Linked DNA regions of Rattus norvegicus: region 1 is linked to region 2. The links are chromatin contacts, called in public HiChIP or PLAC-seq maps. All regions are on one chromosome and are shown on one strand. The core of a region is the stretch at or near the end of the contact, and the rest is flanking DNA. Distances in the headings are between cores, read along the strand shown.

The links. HiChIP or PLAC-seq counts read pairs in DNA pulled down with a chosen protein or histone mark.
Region 1: an H3K27ac HiChIP or PLAC-seq map of oligodendrocytes shows a contact between it and region 2, with 3 times the contacts expected there. The contact joins two enhancer-like sites. A contact is called at or near these places in 1 of 12 Hi-C or Micro-C datasets (frontal cortex) and 1 of 1 datasets of contacts at active chromatin or transcription factors (oligodendrocytes).

What each region holds. Positions count from the first base shown.
Region 1 is chr3:154,762,404-154,767,748 of GRCr8, forward strand. All of the region lies in intron 4 of Kiz (kizuna centrosomal protein), which reads left to right. Among named protein-coding and RNA genes, the nearest start is that of Kiz, 34 kb to the left of the region's middle. Within about 2 kb of position 3,563, at least 20 of the 93 cell types and tissues checked have an H3K27ac peak or open chromatin away from gene starts, as enhancers often do.
Region 2 is chr3:154,496,401-154,501,378 of GRCr8, forward strand. No RefSeq gene overlaps it. Among named protein-coding and RNA genes, the nearest start is that of Ralgapa2, 110 kb to the left of the region's middle. Within about 2 kb of position 3,556, at least 11 of the 93 cell types and tissues checked have an H3K27ac peak or open chromatin away from gene starts, as enhancers often do.

The DNA of each region.
Region 1 (5,345 bases), core at 2,313-4,812, 270 kb after region 2:
TTTTGAAAGTTTAATATAACACATATAAAATGGTTTTACATTGTTTTCAGTCTTGTTTTAAAGAAACCATACTTCAAGAAAGTATTCTTAATTATTTTGTTTACTAGGAAGAAAATAAGTTTCTTCCTAGTAAAATATGGTTTACTAAGAATCAATAAATCATTCTCTCTCTCTCTCTCTCTCTCTCTCTCTCTCTCTCTCTCCTCTCTCCTTCTTCTTCCTCCTTATAAAGTAGAAATACTTCTTTGTGATTATACTATCAAAAATGAATAATATGAATATAACCTTAAGGAAATGTCAGTAAAATAAACTGAGAGACAATATTCAGACAGATAACCTATATTCGTAAACAATGTCAAGGTCAAGAATGAGAAAGAAAAGCTAGCCATCTACTGCAGATTAATGGAGACTCAGAAGACACGAGCCTTAACTGAGTCTTCAACCTAGAACAAAGATAACTAGCTATAAAGACATTATTTGGGCAATTGACAAAAAATTATGAGCTACAAAATAAGAACAAAATTATATCTGCATTAAATTTTCTGATTGTATTAATGAAGCCCACCAGGACAAAAAGTGTCCTTGAGCTCAGGAAACACAGAACTAGTATACATATATGTACACACATATAATGTATAGAGCATGGAAGAATGGCCAAGAAATAGGGAAAATTCAAACAACTGGTCTACCTTGTTAAAGAGTGTTAGGTTACTTTTTTCAATGACAGTTGTAACTCTTCTGTAAGTTTGAAGTTGAATCAAATTCCAAATTTCAGACAAAGATGTACATATGTGCTCACACAATCACTTCAAATAAATAGACAGTGACAGCTAGACATTCAACAGACCAAATTCAAAACTTAGGAACTCCCTCTTGAGTCTTCATAGATCCTCAAGAGTTGCCTGATTAAATGATGTCCCACTGTGGACTTTCATTTTTATGTGCGGTTAGGACCATCTTCCTGTAACTCCTAACTGACCGTAGGCCTCTAAAATCTGATCTCCTCATTCATTAGTACATTGCTAGAGTAGGTGAAGAACTCAGAGTCCAGTGCCCTGGGAATTCTGCCCGTGCTTGCACTGAACTACTGCTGCGGTGAGCTGTGCTTTCCCATTGCTTGGAGCAAGCTTCTGTTAACAGAGCATTCACTGCTTTCACTTCCTGTCAGTCAGAAGCATCACTGTAAGCAAAATTCCTTTATGTGCTACTTTCCCTCATTGTACAGTGGACTTCCTAAGTGGTTTCTGGCACTTGGGTTGGTTCTCTGAGTTTTGTCCAATAGGAATGGTCTGAAGTCTTTTGTTTCTCTTAGTGTGTCAGAGAGGTTTGAGAATTACTGGTTGTGGGGAATTACTCAGTGACACTTCAGTTGGTCTTTGCCATGTGACTTTTTACACCTGAGATGTAGTTGGCCTTTTGTTTACTGTCTCAGGCTGTCTTAGAACAAAAAAGAGAGAGACCATTAGAACTGCTGTATTCTCTGTGTCCTGGGGTTAGTAGGCAGTCTGGTAACTCCCTAAATTGGTCTTAAAAGTGAAAGATCAAAAGCCTCTGAGACTTAGATTCCCACCTGTGATTTGCATCAGATCGGCATGGAATAGCTCCTGCTGCTTCCAGTCAAGGCCTTGGTACAGTTGGTTCTATTCCACAGTAGTACCCCATTCCCTGAAACCGCCTATTTCAACAGCTGTTTGTTTATTTAAAATAAGGAAAGAATTTGTTGAGCTAGAGTAATAGTAACAGGTAATTTTGACTTACCGTAGATACTGTCTCTGGGATGAAAACTGGAAAACTGAAATTCAAGTAAGCCATGGAGGGAAGCTTCTCCCTTTCCTCTAGACAGCTTGTCTGCCCTGCATTTTCATATTCTTCCACATCATCAATTAGCACAAGCATACTTTCCCTAATTTTTTAAAAAGATTTATTTATTTTATGTATGAGCGTTCTTTCTGCATGTGCACTTGCCTGCCAGAAGAGGGCATCAGATCTTATTATAGATGGTGGTGAGCCACCATGTGGTTGCTGGGGATTGAACTCTAGACCTCTGGAGTAGCAGCCAGTTCTCTAAACCGATGAGCCATCGCTCCAGCCCCATCTTTTTCTAATCTTAAATTAGACATATAAGTTATTTCTTGGTAAAATCTTGTTTGTTCATCCCTCCCTTACTTTTTATCTACTGTAGCTGTACCTTTTTATACTCCTCACAGCGATAACTCACATCTTAGCCACACTTGTTATAATTTGAATCCTTATTGTAGCAGTTACTGTGGTCTGATTCCCCCAGTGCATATGTGAAAACCTCACCCGGAGACCATGGTGTTAGAGGTGTGGTTAGGTTAGGAGTGTTAGGTTAGGTTAGTTAGTTAGCCTTCACACTTGGTTCTAGTGCTCTCTTGAAAAGGGCCCTCAAGAGTTGAGCCTCCCACCATGTGAGGACAGGGTAAAAGGGCACAGTCCACGAAGCAGAGAACCCGTATTGGACCCTAAATCCCCACTGCTTTTGATCTTGCTCTCTGCAGCCTCTATGACTGTGAGATAGGTATCTGATATCCTGAGCGCTCTTCTTTATGTGTCGCTTGGTTCCGTTTGCTCTATTTCACTGAGAGTTTTTCACCTACAAGCATGGTAGTGATCTTTAGTTTCTTTGTGCTATCCTTGCCTCATTTTAGTGTGAAGAATCAGTTTCAGAGATTGAATGTTTTTTTTCCTTGTCTGTTTTTACAAGAGCTTGGAAATGATTGGCATAAATCCTCCTTTACACATGTGGTAAAATCCACTGTTCCTGGACTTGTCTTTGAGGGAAATTGTGATCACTAAGTGAATCTCTTGACTTATAAGTCTGTTCAGATTTTGTACTTCTTTTTGGTAGTACCTTTCTAAGAATTTATCAAATTTGTTCCAGTGTTTCTGTTTATTAGTATAAACTTACTCCTGAATTTCTCCTCTAAATTTTTAAATGAAAGATTAGTAGCAAATTACCTACCCACTTACATTTCTGATTGTAATGAATTGTCATTGCTCTTTTCTCTTGATGAGTCTATTCAAAAGGATTTTAATTGGTTGATCTTTTCAAAGACGCGCTGTTTGCCTTGCCGCTGCCTCTTTAGTGTCTCTGATCTCTAAATGTCATCTTTGCTGTTATCTTTATTATTTTTTTCCTTCCATCCTGCTTTGATTTAATGGGGGAGGAGCTAATGAGTATAGATATTTTTTGGTTTATCCTTTACCTTGTTGAGCTCTGTTACGTAGATTCATGTCTTTCATCTAATTTGGGAAGTTTTCCCATTATTTCTTTAGAACTCCATTGTTAAAAAGCATTGTGTGAAACCGTGCTGCTTGACCACCTCCAGAATGGTGGGTTTTCCCTGGCCCAGCTAAGCCAAGTCTTTTCCTGAGTCTCAGTTTCATATGGAACAAGTTTGCCAACATTCAATAAAGCAGAAATATCAAGAAGAACATTATGGGGGCTACAGAGATGGCTCAGTCAGAATATTTGGCTGTGCACATGAGACCCTGAGTTCAGATCCCTAGCATCTAATGTAAGAAAGCCCACACAGCGCTGCTATCCCTGTTAATCCCAGCACTAGTGAACAGAGGCAACGGAGATCCCTGCAGTTTACTGGTCAGACAACCCCAGGTTCAGACAGACTTTGTCTCAAAAAATAAGAAACAACTGCGGAAGACTTCTGACGTCCGTCTCCGGCCTCCTTGTGCCCCATAAGGATGCACAAATGTGTACACATATGCACATGACTCCCCCTTTCCTGAGCAAGCTGGAGCAGCTCCCTCCAGCACATCTTAAAAGCCAGATCCGTGCCTATTTCTCCCACTTTGGCACTATTACAGGATTCAGACTGTGCAGACGTAAAAGGACTTGGGAGTAGCCGCAGCTCTGCCTTTGAGGGGGTAGAGGATCTGAGGATGTTGCCAAGATGGTTGTGGAAACAACAAACAACTGTGGTTTTGGTGAAAGACTTCAGCTGTGTTGTTTTATGCCAACAGAAAAAGTACATGTAGAGCTTTTTAGAAAGTAGAATGTGCCATTTCCTTCGCCATCATATCCAGCAGTGAAACGGGAGAATCAGAATTGGAAATGTGGGCCAAAAATAGAAGAGTGATTTAAAAGGAAACAAAAGTTACTCCAGAAGAGATTAGCTGAAGAAAGAATTCATTATAGTTTCCCCATCCGCTTTACCTTATATGAAAGAGGAGGCTTCAGGCTTCTAGAAGAAAAAAGAGAAAAGGGCTTCACGGGGCGCTCCTGACCCTCCTGTGAAGCCCCGAGCCAGACAGGGCCCAGCCAGTTTGTATGCCATTTTTAGAAAGACAAAAAATGAGAAGTGGCTGAAACAAATGATGATAAAGAAGATGGGATTTTTAAACAGACTGTGTCCATTGTTAAAGGAAATGTCCAAGAGCCTCCACCCCTCTCCACTCAGACACAGAAAGACAAAGAGAAGAGGCCTCCAGAGACTCTGAATGCCTGCATATAGCATGAATTCTGAAAAACTGTGATTCTCCCATCATGGGGACAGACCATTTTGTTTTTTTTACAGTAAAGGACAAGCATTGACAAGGCTTGTGAGGAAAATGTACTGTTTGTTCTTATGAGGAAGAGTAGTAGTGGTTTTGGCTGTTACGTCCTTCCTGAAGTCTAGGGCCGTGTTCCAGTGCAGTGGTGGGTCCTGCTCTGTCCTCATCCTGGTATCTTCCAGTTTTCAGATGTCATGGTTCCCCTTAAACCATAAAAGGATCACCAATAACTGTAACCTTTTATACCTAGCAGAGAAAGATACTCAGTCCCCTTTTACCATCTGTGTAGTGGTTGTGACTACTTAACCCCAAACCTACTGAGATTTTAGCCTCTGGTGGCTGAAGCCATATGTTATGTGGGAGCGAGAAGACAGTTCAGGTGTTAATACAGTTTGATTTTATAATCAAGTACTAATACATATTCAGAAATAGTCTGCTTTCAATGAAAACGTTACTTTGGTTTTTGGTAGCCTAATTTGGTAACTACCATCTTGTGTTATCGTCATTAGTGTGGAATTGTGTTCCAGAACAAACCATGACTGAAAAATAAACATCTTTGATAAAATTTGTACATGAGTCAGGCCTAGATGTTGTAGAGAATAATACCTTTTCACTTGTGTTTGTTTCTGGTACCCTTGAAAATGTGCTGCCTGCTTCCCCCATAGTCTTTCCTTTCATCTGGTCTTTAATGCACTTGATATTGTCAAATGATGTTCTGAGGCTCAAAGTTTTCTTTGTTCTTTTTTATCTCAGATTACACAATTAAAATCTCTGTCTGCCTCTGTCTCTCCCTTTCCCCTGTTCATCCCACT
Region 2 (4,978 bases), core at 2,306-4,805:
TGCTAGAGCCTGTCCTTCTCATCGAAAGGGTAAAGTGCACATTGAAAAGGGGTCTGTTAATGTTCGCATAATGGGCTCAGATTCACAGAAACAGGTCAGCAAACCAGATAGCTTCTAATTGGCAATGCCGATGGCTTTTTAGTTCCACTTTGAGCACACGTGTGTGTACTTTTCGTCAGCTAAAAGTTTAGCTTTAGGCTGACTATGGAGTTCATTGGTAGAGTGCTCCACCAGCATGCACAGAGCTCTGGGTTTGGTCCCTTAGAATGGTAGAAACAGGGTATGACACATATCGTGTAATCCTCGTACTTGGGGTAGGGGGTGAAGGCAGGGGGATCAGAAGTTCAAGGTCATTTTGCTACATACCAAGTTTAAAGACAGCCTAAAAAAATGATACCCTGTCTTAAAAAAATAAGACCAACTTATTTTTAGTAGCGGTCTCTGTATTTGTGTATGATGCCATTTTTGTATTGTTACTTCTCTGAACTATTGTTAGATTATTTTAAGTATTTTTCTTAATTTTCCCAAATCAAGAAATTAGAAGGATTTAGGAACACAATATTAGGAATATCTAGTGGGTCTTTCATGAAAACTGACTTATCATGAGAACACTTTGATCTCTGTAATATCGATGTTGGGACAAGGAGTGACATTTTTCAAAAGGACATTTAGGCGTAGCTTTTGTGGTTTATTTCCTGTAGGTGGTCTAACTTGGTTGGAACAGTACAGTGGTGTTATTAGCCCACAGGTTGGCAGAATGGGCGATCTTATTACTTATCTAAGAATCTCCTCCCTTGACATAGATGGATGCAGAAGCGTGGGCCAGGCAGCCTGGGAGACAGAACACGCTGCTCCAGGTGTGGCAGGGCAGAGATAGATACACAATGGTCAAGGACAGGAAGCCCATCTGGTTGGTAAAAGATGGTGCTAGGCAACCGATGGTCACCTAGGCAACCATTAGGGTTGTGTGTGGGGGGGTCCAGCAAGAAGTGACAGGGAGTCCAAATGATGGGACAGACATGTACACAGAGGCAAAGCAAAGGAGATAGTGGCTATACGGAAACCCAGGCAGGTGGTCAGCCTCGATGACATCTGTCAGCTGCAGGCACAACACACTAAACCATGAGAAGGGCAAGAGCTGGAGGTATTTCAGGAATATGGAAGACTCTGGACGGTATCAAAAGGAAACAGGCACCTGGGAAATAGAAGAGACTGTAGGTGGGAGAACAGAGCTCTGGATGCTGAGGGCTTCAGAGAGCAAATAGTATCAAAACGGAACTACAGCCCCATATAGCTTATGGGTCAAAGAATTATGACATCTATAAGTATTTGTGTAGAACTTCTGAATTTCCTGTTCCTGTAGACCACAGAATTTGGGGAACCAGAAAGTTAAGCATAGCTGCTTAGATGTTATGGATTTAGAAGTCTGGGAGAGATTTTTAACCATGGAAAGGAACCGTCCGTCATTCCACAGACTGTGAGTTCAGGGTGATTCTGGTAAGTGGTTGGTAGCGTGTGTCTAAGAGCATTTGAGTGCACATGAAGTGAGATGTTCAGGGTTGCCAATGGGTTCGAGTGTTCATGCACGTGACAGGGCAGCAAGATGTCCTTGCTTGTTCACTAGGTGATAGAAAGCTGTCTCAGAGTAAACTTCTATGTATTTCCAACAGTGGATGTGCTTGTCAAGACCAGGACTGGGGCCCACTTCCACCTCTTCAGAAGGCACTGCCTTTCTGTGTTTAATTGCCACCCACCAGATAAGCAAACTGAGGGGAAAGTTATGACGAAATAGTGCTCTTTGCTCTGGACACAGTGTCAGATAGAGTTCCTGCCTAGATCTTCATGGCTTTGGGGAAGTGAGGTCTCACACTTCAGAAGATGTGGTCTAGTCTGGGGAAGGGGATAAGGTTGTATGTGGTTGGAAATCAAAACTTTTTATGTGACCCTGAACTCAACATTGCCCCTTCTTTGGCATCTCTAGTGACCCTCACTAAGGGGATTAAAGATGCTCGCTCTTTTTCAGATTTCTGTTGCCTGGACCCATGAAGCAAGGAGGAGGGGTGTGAAACAGCATTCAATAGTCTGGGTGACTCTAGAATAAATGGCTTGGCTGGGTGTGGAAGTCAGCGGGTGGATCCCAATGAATGGAGCCATCAGTGTCTCTGGTGCACAACTGTTCTTCTTTTGTTTATAAGTCTTTAGCTCTCTGTTATATAAACATCTGGAGGGCTGAGTATCATTTCTGCACTAGTCAAGGAAGAATGCATCTTATATTCTCCCACAAAGAGGCAAAATGGTGTGTGGGCTGCACCAGCGAAGGAACTGGAAAATCTGTGTGGGGTGGCCTTGAAGGAGTCACTCTGGGCCTATGAATCACTTTTCTTTCCTCCCCCAACATCTGTGAAGCAATGAAATAGTTTGTGTGAAGAAGACTCAAGATTCCTTTCCGGGTAGAACTGAGTGTGTTTGTTTGACATCAGCAGCCACAAACAGGGCAGCGTGTCAGATGGAAATGAAACTGTAGTAGTTTTCAAACATTATTTTCCCACTGAAGTCTTAAGCAGTCTGCCAATCACCAAACTGCTTATTCTACATCAGGAGTATTTTTCCTGGTTGTGGTTACCTATGTGTGTACTTTCTGGGGCTCCAGTATTAATAAAAAAAATTGACCAGTGTTCTGTCCTGAGGATGAAATGAAGGACTTGATTGGTTTTGATCATACAGATCATAGATCGCTAGCTTCACTGCCACAAATGTGGTTCCCAGACCAGTGTCATAGATATGACATCATCCATGACCTTGTTGAAAATGCAGACTCAAGGTGTCCCCACTCCTACAGTCCTTGAATCAGAATCTGCCTATTAACAAGGTCCCTAAGGGCTTCCTTATGCTGTTGAAGCTCTGGGAGCCCTGTTTAAGGCTTCATCTTGGGGAGGGTGGATTTGTCAGAGACAAGCTTTGCTCATGGCTCACAGCTAGACCTTTGAAACCTCATCGAATTCTCTTCTGCCCCAGCCCATCTCTTTGTTGATAACTACAACTTTTAGTTGGATCATTTTATCTATATTTATATCTCCTATAAAAATATCCAAAAAGAGGATGCTTTGTTAAAATCCCAATCCCCTGACAAGCATTTATTGTGACTCTACTGTATGCCGTGGTATTATAGGTATCGAGGATAGAGAGAAATCCTGGTTTTCACAGAACATTAGTACTGAGAGAAAGAGGGAGGGGGTGAAAACACAAGATAAGCAAATAAATGAGGCTTTATAAGATCTCTGGTAATTTTGTCTAAAAAGACAAAACAAACAAACAACCCCTCCAAACCCTCCAGAAATGGAGCATGGTAACTCATGGCTATGATTCCAATACTGTAGAAACCAAGACAGAAAGATCTTATTGCAAATTCAAGGCCAGACAGATCTACATGGTTAAGTTTCAGGTTAACCTTGATGACAGACTAAGACCCTGTCTCCAAACACAAACATCAAGAATAAGCAAAAGCAAATCCTCCCCCTCTCCCAGTAAGACCTTGCCATAGTTTTATAATGCCCTTTTCAGGTCAAGAACTAAGACAGAGGAAACCGTTGGAGGTTAGAGTTGGTCTATATGGTGTCAATTTGTTCACAGAACCACCTGCCTAATGAACTAAGAATGGCTGGACTGAGAGACAAGTACTGAACCCAGAGATGACTGAACTCTCTAATAGGAAGAACTGCGATTCTTCCTATCGCAGGAAAACCCAGGGAGAAAGTGCGAGATGAGAAAGAACACACATCGAGATCCTTCCATCTGATCTTTCTATCCTTTAATGTTTAGATGGAAGGGGAGGTTTTGAGGAGTCAGGCAGAGATGGTTTCACCCACGAGCAAAGCTCCTATGTCAATGCCAACCATTCAATGAAGTTCTTCACATTCCAGGCCTGGGTAGCTCCTTCCAAATGTGCAGTCAGGATGGTATTGAAAAAATTAGGAGAATATTTGCCTCTGGAGGAGGGGTAGCTTAGATTCAAGTATCATATTTAAATAGGGCTCTGTTGGAACCAGCTAAATGTCCTCCAGTTGGTGACAGAATTCCTGGAAATTGGTGTTCACAACAGTGGAAATGGGGCTTGGACTCTAGACAGAGAATGCTGTACTTAAAGAGATTTTGTTCTGGCCTCTTACATGGACTCAACAAAACTCTCTCTGTGTTCAGAACCAAGTTTCCTGTTGCCAGAGTTTCTGCTCAGCTCTGTCATTTCTAGTTCATCGTCTTTTAACCAGAGGCTTGAATGAAATGCAAGAGAAATAAAAGTCAAGTATATTTTAAATAAAAGCAGGGTAGTGTCCACAAAAGCCACATTGAATAAGAATTTTCTAAAGTAGAGGCAATAATTCTGTGTAAGTAGCCAGCACCTCTGTGCCACCCAGAGCCTCCTCCTGTTTCTAAACATGACAATATGAAAATTCTTTATTGTGAGCTTAGAAAACTATGTTCTTATCCTTGGCCTTTGACACATACCTTCTTGGATCTTGGGGTAAATATAAGAAATGTGTTTTTTAATTTGCTGTAAGGTCACTTTGTCTCCCTGCAGAAGGGTATTTGTGGATTCAGATGCTCATCTGCCTTTGGGTAGCTGGCATTGACAGTTAGAGGTGAGCCTCTCTGCTTGCTCCTGGAATAAAAAGGACATACTTAAACTAGAAGGCCACCTACATTGCTCCTCTTCCTCTTAGCAAACAATTGCTAAGGCAATGAGGAAATCTTTAAGTTAGAGGCAACTGGGGTGTGGGTGGCATGTGGCCACCCTAACCTTGAGGGCACTCTCCCCTAAGAAGAGAAGTCAGTGTTCAGAACAACAGAAGGCAGTCGACGCATTTGTGGGGAAGCAGAAGAAAAACTCTTGTGTTGGGACACTAGGACAGTCACTTGCTTAAGACCCTTCTGGTCAGGACGCATCTCTGAATGCTCATTCAGATGCACTGTCTGGAAAGTA